Regions from separate parts of the Sus scrofa genome. Here regions 1, 2 and 4 are each linked to region 3. Evidence: chromatin contacts called from public HiChIP or PLAC-seq data. All regions are on one chromosome and are shown on one strand. Each heading gives the region's core, a stretch centred on a gene start, on an enhancer-like site or on the middle of the called end of the contact. The rest is flanking DNA. Distances are from core to core; before and after follow the strand shown. Region 1 overlaps RCBTB2 (RCC1 and BTB domain-containing protein 2). Region 2 overlaps RCBTB2 (RCC1 and BTB domain-containing protein 2). Region 3 overlaps RB1 (RB transcriptional corepressor 1). Region 4 overlaps LOC106510651 (a long non-coding RNA gene).

What was found. HiChIP or PLAC-seq counts read pairs in DNA pulled down with a chosen protein or histone mark.
Region 1: an H3K27ac HiChIP or PLAC-seq map of alveolar macrophages shows a contact between it and region 3. The contact joins two enhancer-like sites.
Region 2: a contact with region 3 is called in an H3K27ac HiChIP or PLAC-seq map of alveolar macrophages. The contact joins two enhancer-like sites. A contact is called at or near these places in 2 of 5 promoter capture datasets (fetal liver and liver) and 2 of 2 datasets of contacts at active chromatin or transcription factors (alveolar macrophages and skeletal muscle).
Region 4: an H3K27ac HiChIP or PLAC-seq map of alveolar macrophages shows a contact between it and region 3. The contact joins two enhancer-like sites. A contact is called at or near these places in 2 of 5 promoter capture datasets (fetal liver and liver), 8 of 47 Hi-C or Micro-C datasets (embryonic fibroblasts, fetal skeletal muscle, liver and 3 more) and 1 of 2 datasets of contacts at active chromatin or transcription factors (alveolar macrophages).

The regions. Positions count from the first base shown.
Region 1 is chr11:19,117,710-19,120,830 of Sscrofa11.1, forward strand. All of the region lies in intron 3 of RCBTB2 (RCC1 and BTB domain-containing protein 2), which reads left to right. Among named protein-coding and RNA genes, the nearest start is that of RCBTB2, 37 kb to the left of the region's middle. Within about 2 kb of position 1,697, at least 39 of the 83 cell types and tissues checked have an H3K27ac peak or open chromatin away from gene starts, as enhancers often do. A contact at or near this core is called in alveolar macrophages, where this site is marked.
Region 2 is chr11:19,093,205-19,096,295 of Sscrofa11.1, forward strand. All of the region lies in intron 1 of RCBTB2 (RCC1 and BTB domain-containing protein 2), which reads left to right. Among named protein-coding and RNA genes, the nearest start is that of RCBTB2, 13 kb to the left of the region's middle. Within about 2 kb of position 1,702, at least 1 of the 83 cell types and tissues checked has an H3K27ac peak or open chromatin away from gene starts, as enhancers often do. A contact at or near this core is called in alveolar macrophages, where this site is marked.
Region 3 is chr11:19,297,483-19,301,029 of Sscrofa11.1, forward strand. All of the region lies in intron 2 of RB1 (RB transcriptional corepressor 1), which reads right to left. Among named protein-coding and RNA genes, the nearest start is that of RB1, 18 kb to the right of the region's middle. Within about 2 kb of position 1,914, at least 3 of the 83 cell types and tissues checked have an H3K27ac peak or open chromatin away from gene starts, as enhancers often do. A contact at or near this core is called in alveolar macrophages, where this site is marked.
Region 4 is chr11:19,071,649-19,075,031 of Sscrofa11.1, forward strand. It overlaps LOC106510651 (a long non-coding RNA gene), which reads right to left. Exons shown (of 3, transcript XR_002336553.1): 3 at 958-3,383. Among named protein-coding and RNA genes, the nearest start is that of RCBTB2, 8.5 kb to the right of the region's middle. Within about 2 kb of position 2,048, at least 28 of the 83 cell types and tissues checked have an H3K27ac peak or open chromatin away from gene starts, as enhancers often do. A contact at or near this core is called in alveolar macrophages, where this site is marked.

The DNA of each region.
Region 1 (3,121 bases), core at 447-2,946, 180 kb before region 3:
GAACTCTTTTTTAATTAGATTACCTATCTCCTCTTTATTTACTTGTTTTTTTGTGTGTTTTTGTCTTGTTTCTTTGTCTGAAAGCTATTTCTTTGTTTTGTAAGGTCTGACTGTCTGCATTTATTGTCCCCTTGACAGCAGGTATGTAGACGCAGCAGCTGGTGCCTAGTCTTGGAGGTCTCGGGGTGGTAGTGGCTCACGTGTTCTCAGAGCCCATGATAGGAGCAGTGGTATTATGCTACCTCCTCTGGAGCCAGGTGGCTGCTAGGAATGGGGCCTATGAGAGAGTTGGTGATGGTTCACAGGATTGCTTTTGTGGTCAGGGGGCAGCACTGGCTCCTGAGACCTGTCTAGCTGTTAGGTAGCTCTCAGGACGATGTCCTGTAGTTGGCACCTGAGCAGCCCCTCCTCTAGATCGTCCCTTTGTCAAGGAGCCCCTTGGGACTGCTCCCTATAGTGGGGGCAGGGGCCTTTCTTTAATCTCTCCCTTTGTTTGGCTGGTCTAGGGAGTCTTCTCTGTAGCCCTAAGGATGGGGGCTGCTCCCTAAATGTTGCTCAAAAGCTCTCTCTGTAGCTGTAGGACCTGCAGTGTTCTGGCAGTCCCTTCCCTTACTGGGCAGATAACAGAGTGCTTCCTGTAGCCACAGCAAAGTAAAATGTGCACCAGCAGGGCCCTCTCAGCCCTTTTGAGTAGCTGTGCAACTTAACCCTGCTTCTGCAGTGCCCTGCTTGATTGTTGGCAGAGGTCATGGAGCTTGTGCTATTCTCGAGATCACTCCGCCTGCTCACTGTGCCTTTGAGACTCCCAGAACTGTTTGTGGTGTTTCTGAAATAACTTTGCCAGTTCAGTGGGCTTTTTGCAGCTCTCTGCCCACCCAGCAGGCCCCTCGCGACTCTCGGAATTACTTGTGCTGTTTCCAAAATAACTTTCTCTGCTCCCTAGGCAAATTGTGACTCTATGCCCACCCGGAAGGCCCCTGGCGACTCTGGAACCATCCACACCGTTTCCGAATTCACTTTGTTGGCCCCCTAGGCAGATCACAGCTCTTTGACTGCCCAGAAGGACCCAGACCCTTGCAATTGCCCAGGGTTTGTGCTGTTTCCGAAATAACTTTCGCCACCCCCTATGCAGATCATGGCTCTTTGCCGACATACCAGGCCATGCATGACTCCCTGAGCCTTCTGCACTGTTTGCAGCAATTGCTTCAGTGTTCCCCTGCCTGGCTGCTGTCGTGGGGCCTGTGTTATTCCCGAGTTCCCTCTGCCTGCTCCAAGGGTTCCCTATTCTTGCTCCACTTTCTCTGTAGCCTGAAGGGCTGTGGGCTTCTCCCCAACTATTGCTAAGTAGCTGCTGCTCAAGGATACATCCTGGAGCTGGAGTAGTTGGCGTGTTGCAGCCTGAGAGCACTTGCAGAGGGTAAGATTCCAGTGGTAGATCCTGCTCCTTCCTGCCAGGCCTCCCCCAGCAGTGGTGCACATCTTCCAAGTCCAACCGTCTTTCCTCAGCTTACAGCCACAGATGTGGACTTTCCAGACTCTAGTCCTTCCAGGCTGTCTCCATGCTATTAATCCTAGTTTTTCCCCGTGTAGCCAGACCCAGCTCTCTCTCTGAGTCTGATCTCCAAAGCTGGAGTTTCAGTTCCTGGCTGCTGGCTGCACCAGCCTGTGGTTGGGAAATGCAGGCCAGTGACGGTGACAGGAATGCTTCCACTTTAACTGCTTTACATCAGTTGTTGTGTTCTTCTCCGGTCCTCCAGAGTTCCCCCTCTGTCCTGGCTGGTTTCCTCGCTGGTGGGGTACTTTCCAGGGGGTGAGGGTTTTTCCTTTTTCCAGCTGCTTCCTAGGGGTACGAGTCCAGGCCTGCTTTATTTCTCTTTTTCTTTCCTTTTTTCTTCGGTCCTGCTCAGTTTTGTGAAGTTTTCTTGTTCTGTCAGAATCCTGGGGTCTTTTGTCGGCATTCAGAAAATTTTCTCTGTGAATTGTTCCACATATAGATGGAATTTCAGTGTATTTGTGGGAGTAGGCGAACCTCATGTCCTCCTCTTCCGCTGTTGTCATTTTCTTTCATTTTTAAAGTTTTCTTTTAGGGAATCTGCATGCTGTTCTCCATAGTGGCTGCACCAGTTGCATTCCCACAAGCAGTGTAGAAGGGTTCTTCCCCTTTATACCCTCGCCAGGATTTGTTGTTTGTAGACTTTTTGATGGTGGCCATTCTGATAGGCGTGAGGTGCTACCTCATTGTGCTTGTAACTTGCATTTCTCTCCTAATTAATGATGTTGAGCATCTTTTTGTATCTTTTTCTGGGATTTTTTTTCTTATTCCTTTATCTGAAACTCTAATTCTCTGCCCTTTGTTTCTATTTATTTATTTACTTTTGTCTTTTTTGGGCCGTACCCATGGCATATGGAGGTTCCCAGGCTAGGGGTCCAGTTGGAGCTGTAGCTGCCAACCTATGCCAGAGCCACTGCAACCTGAGATTTTAGCTGCATCTGTGACCTACACCACAGCTTACGGCAACTTCAGATCCTTAACCCACTGAGCAAGGCTAGGGTCGAACCCCAGTCCTCATGGATGCTAATCGGGTTTGTAAACCACTGAGCCACGATAGGAACTCCTCTCTGCTTTTTTATTTTGTGTAGATTTTTAGTGTGGTCTCCTTTTTGCAGACAATACGGTTGTAGCCTCTCTTGCTTCTTATGTCTGCCTCCCTTGTGGCTGAAGTTAGTATGCAGGCTTGCTGCAAGCTTCCTAATGGGAGAGACGGGTGCCTGCCCACTGATAGGTGGAGCTGATTCTTAACCCTCTGGTGGTTGGGGCTTTGTCTCTGGGTGTGATTAGAGGTGACTGTGTGTCTGAGAGATTTTTAGGCAGCCTCTTTGCGCTTGAGTGGGGCTCTGTTCCCACCCAGTTTGTTGTTTGGCCCAGAACTTCTCAGCCGTGTTGGATGGGGCCACATTTTTTGAAAATGGCCACCGTTAATGCTGGTGATTATTCCCAAGACTTTTGCCTCCAATGTCCTTCCCCTAAGTGAGTCACAGTCACTCCCTCCTTTCCCAGGAGATCCTCTTAGAACTGCAGGCAGGTCTGACCCGGATTTCTATGGAGTCTCTGCTTTGCCCC
Region 2 (3,091 bases), core at 452-2,951, 200 kb before region 3:
TCGTGGTTAAAGATCTGGTGTTGCCACTGCTCTGGCTTGGGTCACTACTGTGGCTCAGGTCACTGCTGTGACATGGGTTTGATCCCTGACCGAGGAACTTCCACACACCTATCTGAGGCCTAAAGAAAAAGACCTAAATAAATGGAGAGTTAGACTATGCTCATGGCTGGGAAGACTCAGTGTCATAAAGAGGTCAATTCTTCCCCCTAATCTACACATTCATGCTTTGTTCTGGGCTTTGACAGGCTGAGCATAAACTTCAAGCAAATAATAAAGGGTCAAGAACAGCTGACAATTTTTTTGATGGAAAACCATAAGAAGAAAAAGAGTATAGAAAGATTACCTTTTCAGATATCAATACTTACTATAAAGCTATAGAAAGTAAAACAATGTGGCATTGACAAAGGCAAAAAAAAAAAAAAAAAAAAAAAAAAAAAGAGACCAATTAACCAGGAAAAGAAGTACAGAAAAGAAGCTTGGCAAGTGTGGACATTTAGAAGATAACGGAAATGTCATCGCAACTCTGTGTAGACAAGATTGCTATTCAATAAATGATGCAGAAACAGAATGTTATCATAGGGAAAAGGTTAGACCTTCATCTTGTACCATATGCATGCTCAATTCCAGATGAATTAAAGACTCAAATGTGAAAACTAACCCTTGAAAATTTATAGGAGATAATGTGGAATAATGTCTTTGTGACCACAGGGTAGAATGAATTCCCATACAAGACTCGAAAATCACAGGTCATAAAGGAAATACAGTCAAATTTGAATATTTTCTAATTTAAAACCTCTTCGAAACAAAAGATTCTGAAAGACAAGCCAGTGCTTCAGAGAAGATACAACACGTCTAACCATAATGCAATAGTCAAACTATATGAAAAACTTCTACAAAATGGGAGGAAAAGTCAAATAACCATTAGCTAACTGGGAATGATATAAAGAGTATGTTCAAAAAATGCATGAATATGAGTACAAAAAGATGTTCAAACTGATCAGTAATCAAGGCAATGCAAATTAAAACAAGGGTATATCTTTTCAGACCCATCAGATTGGCAAGATTTCTGATACCACGTGTTGGTCTGGATGAGGAAATTCTTGTACAGCGTTGGCAAGTGGAAACTGATACAAACAAATGATTTGAGAAATAACTGGGCACTGTCTGATAAAACGGAAGTTACACATGCCCTAAAATCCAGCAATTCTAATTTTCAGTGTATAACCTAGAGAAAATTTTGCACAGTACTTAGGAGATGTGTAAATGGGTTTTCATCACATCAGTGCTTGCAATAATGAAATATTGAAAATAACTTAAATGTTCATCAATTGGAAAATAGATCATTGTGATATGATCCATAGGAACCATATGAAATTGCTGCGATTCAACCATTTCGATATGGTTCAACTTAATAAATTTATAAAACTCCGTATTATATAGGAGCCAGGTGAGCTAGATCGAGATGATTCGCCATGGGTAAATCTCAAAAACAAAATATTAAGTGAAAAGGCCATGCTATAGGATGTATGATATAACTGCAAGCACATTCAAGTAAACATCAACTTCCTTAAGATAGAATATCTATTCGCAACAATAACTAGAAAGTTTTCTAAAAAATTGAGGTCTTTCTGAAGATAACAAAAGAATTTGTTGACAATCATATGATTTTCTGCTCATACTGAAAGTAGCAGTTCCCCAAAAGGGAAACCACAGTGCTTTACATAAGAAAATAGACCCCGGGCAGCCCAAAATTTAAAATATCCACTGTACCATTATAGTTCCTTTGATTTCAGTTTATTTCTGATTTTCTTGGTGATCCATTACTGGCTGTTAATCCAAAGAGAAGACAGTAAATAATTTTATGCAGAAGGCAAAAGAAAAAAAAATCTCCAGAGCTAGAAAAAGAGAGATGGTATCAACTGAAAAATTTTATTTCAACATTCTCCACTCCTTTCTCGGAAGTCCTATGTACTTCCTAGAATACTAAATTGTTTTAAGTGAAAATTAAGATTGACAAACTTACTCTGTTGTTCCTCTTCTTTTCTTTGTTCATGTGGTTAGTGACCCATGCATGAAATTTTAAAAAGTTGTGCTCTAGTCCTTAGTGACGTTAAGGGAAAATACAATAGTGCCACCAATGTGAACGAATTTTATTTGTTTGCAAATCTAAAATCCATTACTTGTTCCCCATTATATATAACCCCCAAATCTAAACTGCTCAGCATAGAGTTCAAGGCCTTCTTGCTATGATTTCAATAGAGGGGGTGATATCTCCTCTGGCATCAGTTAAAATAGGTTCAGCTACAATGTGCAGATGGTTTGTAAGAAGACAGAAGCTGGCAACTCTCCAGTTGTCAGACACCCAGTCTCCTTCTAATCTGTTGCTCTGCCGTCCTCCAAATGGGACGTCCATCTTGTGGTCCAAGAGGCTGCCCTAGATCCTGCCATCACATCCACATGCCGGCCAATGAGAAGGAGGAAAAGTGGAAGAGAAGATATATCCTCCACCTCTAAGGACACGTTCCCGAAGTTGCACACACCATCTTATGCTTACATCTCATTGTCCAGAGCTTAGCCATATGCTGCATCTAGCTTCAACGCCAGCTGGTAAATGTAGCTTCTATTCTAGGTGCTTCACACCCATCTAAATGTGGGGGTGTCTATTACTGAGAAGAAAAGAACTGATGTTGTGGCAACAACCAGTAGCTTCTGCCACACTGCCTTCCTCCCCCTCTTCTCCTCCAAATGGGGGAATACTAACTTGACTCCCAAACATTGACTGGGTTGTGTTTAATCTTGGGCAGAACCCCTGCAGAGTAAAAGGTGTGAATGCATGGATGTAGCCCTTTCTTGGCTGTTGTGCTCCATTTCACCCTTCCATGCAGCTGAATCGGTAAACTGATAAAGGCTCGGTCTAAGGAATGGCCAAGTGTCTTTGTCTCTGACCCCTCTCTCTTCACTTACAAGTGTGTGAACACTTTCATTGCTCCTATGGCAGCTGGTGGCTGGTGGCTCGCCTTGGGCATAGGAGGTGTGAATTGCAGACTTCATTTCACTTGACTAGAAAGTTAAGCCTTAAGGATTAGAGGCT
Region 3 (3,547 bases), core at 664-3,163:
GAGTTGCTGTGGCTGTGATGTAGGCCGGCAGCTGTAGCTCTGATTCGACCCCTAGCCTGGGAACCTCCATATGCCATAGGTGCGGCCCTAAAAAGACAAAAGACCCCCCAAAAAAAAATGTTTTTTGGGAAAAAAAATAGGGACACTTTTAGTTAGATTGATCAAGAAAAAAAGACTCAAATTAGCTAAAATTAGGAATGAAATAAGGACATTAAGACCAATCTTACAGAAATAAAATTATAACGGAAATGCTATGAACCACTGCATGCTGACAAATTAGATAAGGTAGGTGAAATGAACAAATTCCTAAGGGGATAAAAACTACCAAAACCAACTCAAGAAGATATTGACAATCTGAATAGACCTATAACAAGTCAAGAGACTGGATTAATAATTTTAAAACGTCTACACAGGGAAAAGTCCAGGCTCAGATGATTTCACTGGTGAAACATTTAAAGTAGAATAAATATCAGTTCATCAAATTGCTCCATAAATACTTAAGAAGAGGAAACATTTCCAACTCATTCTGTGAGATGTCAGTAGTACCCTGACACTTAACATCAGACAATAATATTAAAAGAATAGAGACCAAAATATCTTATGAACATGTGCATAAAAATCCTCAACAAAGTACTAGGAAACCAAATTCACAAACATATAAAAAGAATTATACACTATGACCAAGTGAGACTTATCCTAGAAATGCAATACAGTTTTAAAATCTTAACTTAATGTAAAACACTGTATCAGGAAGGAGAAAAAACATGTAATTGTCTCAAGAGACACTGAAAAATCATTTGACAAAATCCAAAATCATTTGGCAAAACACTCAAAAGGAATAAAAGGGAACTTCCTCAACCTGACAAAAGGCATCTACAAAAAGTCCACATCAGGGAGATCCTGTTGTGGTTCAGCAGGTTAAGGACCCAATGTTGTCTCTGTGAGGACGGGGGTTCTATCCCTGGCCTCGCTCATGGGTTAAGGATCTGGTGTTGCGGCACGCTGTGGCCTACATCAACATAGCTCAGATCTGGTATTACTGTGGCTGTGGCATAGGCCTCAGCTGCAGCTCTGATTCGACCCCTGGCCTGGGAACTTCCATATGTCACAAGTGCAGCCATAAAAAAGAAAAAAAAAAAGTCCACATGATAAGTAAGGGTAAAAGTCTGAGCTGTTCTCGCCCTAAGGACAGAAAAAGATAACAATGTTTTGGAGGTTCTGTCCAGGACAATTTGGGAAGAAAAAGAAATAAAAGGCATCCAGATTGTAAAGGAAGAAGTAAAACTATCTCTATTTGCAGACAACATGATCTTGTATACAGAAAATCCTAAGGAATACACCAAAAAACTGTTTGAACTAAAATATGAATTTGGCAAGTTTTCAGGGTATAAAATAGACATACAAAAGTCATACAAAAAGTCAAATAAACCAAAAACCCAAAATGAACTCCATTTATAATAGCATCAATAGAATAAAATACTTAGGAATATTTTTTTTTAATTTTAAGACATATTCTCAAAACTAAAGACACTGTTGAAAGAAATTAAGGAATATCTAAGTAAATCAAAGACATTTCATGCTCATGTATCTGCATATTGTTAAAATGGAAATACTCTCCAAATTAATCTACAGAGTCAGCATAATCCCTACTGAAATCTCAACCGCCTTTCTAAAAGAAACTGACAAACTGATCTCAAAATTCATATGAAGAGAGAATTCTGGGAAGACAATGGCGAGCACTAGAAATGTCTCCCCACCTAGACAACAACTGCACTGGCAGAATGTGTCCTATGTAACTATTCCAGAACCTTGGAGTCTATTAAAGGCTTGCAACTTCCAGGGAAAGGCAGAGAAGGTAAATTATAGTCCATTTCTGCCAATTTCAGCTCTTAGCACAGTAGCAGCTACTCAAGGCCAACTGCCACCCGCATGGCAGGCAACTGGGCACATGCTTCTAGAACAGCCCGCACACAACCTACGAGAGCCAGAGTGAGGAAAAAACAACCCTGTTCTCCAAATTTCACAGACCTGTGCTCTGATCACTGACTGTTGCTCATCACAGAAGTGCAAACAAAGGAGGGGGGTACTGTTGTTGCACCTCCCACACTGTTGCAAGCACCTCTCTCTCTAGTTAAAGCAATTTCCAGGAGATTGAAGAGGTTACTGCCTTCCTCCCACTCTTCATTATTTTCTTTTTCCTGTTTTGGGAGCCAGTTGTTGATGACTAAGACACTAAAAAGCAACCACATACATAAAGGAAATTAGCAAGTCACAGTGCATACCCAAGAAAGGCAAAGACGCAGAAAAGACCTGAGAAACCTTAAGTTTATACAGGCTGATCCCCAGCACAACAACCAAAACCAAGTAAGACCAAAGCAAACAAAAACAAAAAATAAAACCCAAAAACAGCAAACTCTAGAGAAGGGGGGAGATTCTCATTTCCGGACTTACATTATTAGATTCAACTGTCCAATTCTCAATAACAACAACAACAAAATTAAAAACCAAAGCATACAAAGAACAAGAAAGTATGGTTCTTTTAAAGGAAAAAAGTTGGCCAAAAGAAAGTGTCCCTGAAAAAGAACTGAATGGCAGATTTTCTAGATGAAAACTAAGATCCTAAAAGAACTAAAAGAAGACATGTTAAGAAATGATGTACAGGAGTTCCCATCGTGGCGCAGTGGTTAACGAATCCGACTAGGAACCAGGAGGTTGCAGGTTCGATACCTGGCCTTGCTCAGTGGGTTGGGGATCCGGCATTGTCACGAGCTGTGGTATAGGTCACAGACGCAGCTCGGATCTGGCGTTGCTGTGGCTGTGGTGTGGGCTGGAGGCAACAGCTCCGATTAGATCTCTAGCCTGGGAACCTCCATGTGCCATGGGTGCGGCCCTAAAAAAAGACAAAAAGACAAAAAAAAAAGAAAATGGCGTACAAAAAAATGTAAATATCAATAAACAGAACACCTAAAAAAGAAACCTCTAGAAATTCTGGGTCTGGAAAGTATCATAACTAAAATGAAAAATTCACTAGAAAATTCAATAATAGATCTGAGAAGGCAGAAGAAAGAAACAACAAACTTGAAGACAGGACAATATACTGAGTCTAAGAAACAGAAAGAAGAAAAAAAAAAAGGGAAGAAAAGAGAATAGAGACTAAGGGGCCTGTGAGACACCATTAAATGGAAGAACATATGCATTATGGGAATCCCAGAGAAGAGAGAAAAAAAACAGGGAAAATATTTTTTTAAATAATTGCCAAAAATTCCAAAATCTGATGAAAGACAGGAATGTAAGCATCCAAGAAGCTCCACAAACTCCAAGTAAGAAGAAATCAAAGAGACCTGTATCAAGCCATATTATAATTAAGCTGTCAATACCCAAAGACAAAGGGAGAATTTTTAAGGCAGCAAGAAAGGATCATACATAAAGGATCTCTAATGAGATTACTTATAGATTTCTCATCAGAAACTCTGAAGGCCAGAAGGCAGTGGGTTGATATAGTCAAAGCACTAAAAGAAGAAAAAAAACTGTCAGCCAAAATTGCTAT
Region 4 (3,383 bases), core at 798-3,297, 230 kb before region 3:
CGCTCAGTGGGGTAAGGATCCGACGTTGCCGTGAGCTGTGGTGTAGGTCGAAGACGCAGCTCGGATCCCATGTTGCTGCAGCCGTGGTGCAGGCCGGCAGCTGCAGCTCTGATTGGATCCCTAGCCTGGAAACCTCCACATGCTGAGGGTTCAGCCCTAAAATGCAAAATAAATAAATAAATAAATAAACCTTACAACCCTGAGAAGCTATATCTAGGATCTCAGAAGGGCCAGTGCAAAAGGGTGCCCTGCAGTTTAATCTTCATTCCCTCTCATTGGTGATTAAACTGGAAACTGTCCAGTGCTCCAGTCCTTCTGCCTTGATGGAAACGTTATCACCTTTGCGCAGAGGAGAGGGGTGGGGGAGGGCTGGCGCCTGACTCACCTGAGCTGACCTTGGCTACGTGGCTTAAGGGATGAGAACAGAGGGCAAAGAAAGATCAATCCCACGAGTATTGCCCTGGAAGCCCTTTCTCTGTCAGCAGGCAAGGGAGGAGGTAGGGAGGTGGGTGTTGATGGAAGGCAAGAAAGAAAGGAAAACCAGTCCAACTCTCCTGGTCCCCCAAAATTACTAGTAGGCACCAAAGAAGGTCCCTTCTGGTGTTGACTCTTAGTTCCACATCACCAGGGTAATCAATTAATTGGTTTTTTTTTTTCTAAAAACAGCCATCCCTCCTTTATCTTGCCTGAATTCATGCATTCTGTAATCGTAACCACAACGGATTGCCACAAATCGAACTTTGGATCCGTCTCTCCCACCATCAATTGTAGGTGCAAAAGAAATAAAAATTGATATTACCCGGAGTTCCCATTGTGGTGCAGTGGAAATGAATCTGACCAGTAACCATGAGATTGCGGGTTCACTCCCTGGCCTCGCTCTGTGGGTTAAGGATCTAGCATTGCCATGAGCTGTGGTGTAGGTCGCAGACATGGATCGGATGCTGTGGCGGGCAACTGTAGCTCTGATTAGACCCCTAGCTTGGGAACTTCCTCCATATGCCGCAAGTGCAGCCCTGAAAAGAAAAAAAAAAAAATGATATTATTGGTAGGCCAAGGAACATATCATGAGGAAGATTAATGTAACATAATACATTTCTACAGCCAAACAGACATTATTCCTGAAAGTCTGTATTTCTGGCCCTTGGAGGAGCAAACATTTTTAGGGTCTTACTTTGTGCCACTCATATTATCTCCTTTAATCTTCCCAATAATCTCAAGAGGAGGTGTTATTTTTTTGTATATTTTTTGTATTTTGCAGATAAGGACACAAGCCCATAGTGAAGTCACCCAAGAATGTTAGGGGCCTGGACAAGATAACACACTAGCAAGGTTTGTCTGACTGCCAAGCGGTGTGTTCTTACCACCCGTCTTCTCCCATGCTGATAAGCGAAAACCACCAAAATGTCAAGTTCCCAGGGTGGCCAGAGTCCTCCCCGCTAAAGGGCTCGGTGTCCAGACCGGCCACGCTCTGAACATCCGGACCCTGACGAAGGCAAAGATCCTAGCACCCTACCTCCCTGCACTTACAGGGCTGAGCAGTGCTTGGGGGGTGATCCGAACAACTAACCAACATATTTTTTTCCACCTTCAGAAGCAAACCCTAAAGCTAAGAACGTTTGTAGAAAACTTAATTTAGAAACACTTTAAAGTTCCATTTTCAACCTGTAGGTGAGGTAGCTTTGGAGGTCAACAGTGCTGAGTTGAATGAGTAAATGAAAAAAAAAAAATTCCTGTCATTTTGGAGCCGCTGTAAATATGCAGAGGAATATTTTTTTACTCTCTACCCCCGGGAAACAGTCAGCCAAACATTTGCTTCCTCTCTGAGTTCTTGTGTCTGAAACGATAGCTGCTATTTCTTGCTCGCGTGCCTGGCTGTTGTTTCAAAATGAAAAGAGAACATTCCCAGCCTGCAGGCAGCTCCCCTAGCCACAGACAGATGGAAATTCTGCAGTCACAGTGGAAAAGGTCAGGGACCCTCCCAGCATGTCCCACACATATGGGGGTGCGTGTATTTCTTTTAAAATGAAACACAAAGACCCAAAGAACCACGTCTGCGGTTACAGACTGAAGCACCCTTCTGTCCTGAGGGTGCAGTCCACCGGGGGAGCAGTGCTGGGGCTGAGGAGAGGAAAGGGCAGGACCTTGAGCTTTTTGATCCCATCAAGCTTCAGACATGTTTCTCAAAGCATAAGCAGTTTATTCTCTTTTTCTCCAAAAAAAAAGGGGGTTTTTTTCTTTACATGAAATGTATGTCAGGGAATGGAGGATGTTGCTTTTCCCCACACAGTCACATGGAGCTATTTTCTCTCTGCGGTAGGAAGATGTTCTTGACCTGTGGGTGTTGTCCCATAAAAGAGTAAAGGCCATCGTGATGCCAGAGCCAGGCCAGCACATTTCGAATGACTTTTCAAATGACAACGATAATCTTCGCATGTGGGTGATGTCATTCTCAAGAGGAGCCCTGTGAGTGAGATCCTTGTCTTTAACCCCGACTTTTTCCTCCGAGACCCTAAACCTCATTCACCACAGAACTGTGGGGCGTCTGCTCCTGTGTCTCCCTCCCTAGTGCCCCCTCATTCCACTCGATGCCCAAAGCTCTCTGATGGCTCTGGGTTGCTCAGAACCCCCAGCGCAAGGCACAAGGGCAGTGACCGCTCTGCTAGTCCCTGGCCAATAGCATCAGCCTCCCCCAGGGGCTGCTGGGAAATGTAGCAACCTGGCTCCCAGCCCAGACCTGCTGGTTGGAGCCTGCATCCTAATGGGACTCCCAGTGACTTTCTGGGCACATGTGTATTTGTGAAAGGCTGGTCTACCCCCATTTTTATGGGGGTACAGTGAGCTTTGTCACCAACTCACATGTGACTTGGACACATTTCCGTGCCTAGTCTTCTCATTTGTGAAAGGAAGAAGCAAAACCATCTCCAAGTGGCTCCAAAATCAGGCCATCCACTCACCTCTGGGTCAAATGAGTCAAGCCCTCCAAGCCTTAGCCTATTCATTTGCAAAACAGCTATATTAAGTACCCATCGGATGAGGCTGTTGTAAAGAGGGAGTGAGAAAATCTGTATTTGTTTTCTATTGCTGTTTACCCCTAGGTTAGTGGCTTAAAAAAAAAAAAAAAAAAGTTTTTATCTTATGGTTCTGGAGGTCAGAAGTCTGAAATGGGTTTCACTGGGCTGAAATCAAGGTGTCAGAAGGGCCAGGAAGACCTAGAGGAGAATGTGTTTTTCTATGTGTTAGCTGCTTCTAGAGGCTACCCATGTTCCTTGGACCGTGGCCCCATGCATCTTCAAAATCAGTAATGGCTAGGTGAGCTCTCACATCACATCGTTCCAGCCTCTGCTCCTGCCATTGCATCTCCTTCTCTGACACTGACTCCTGCC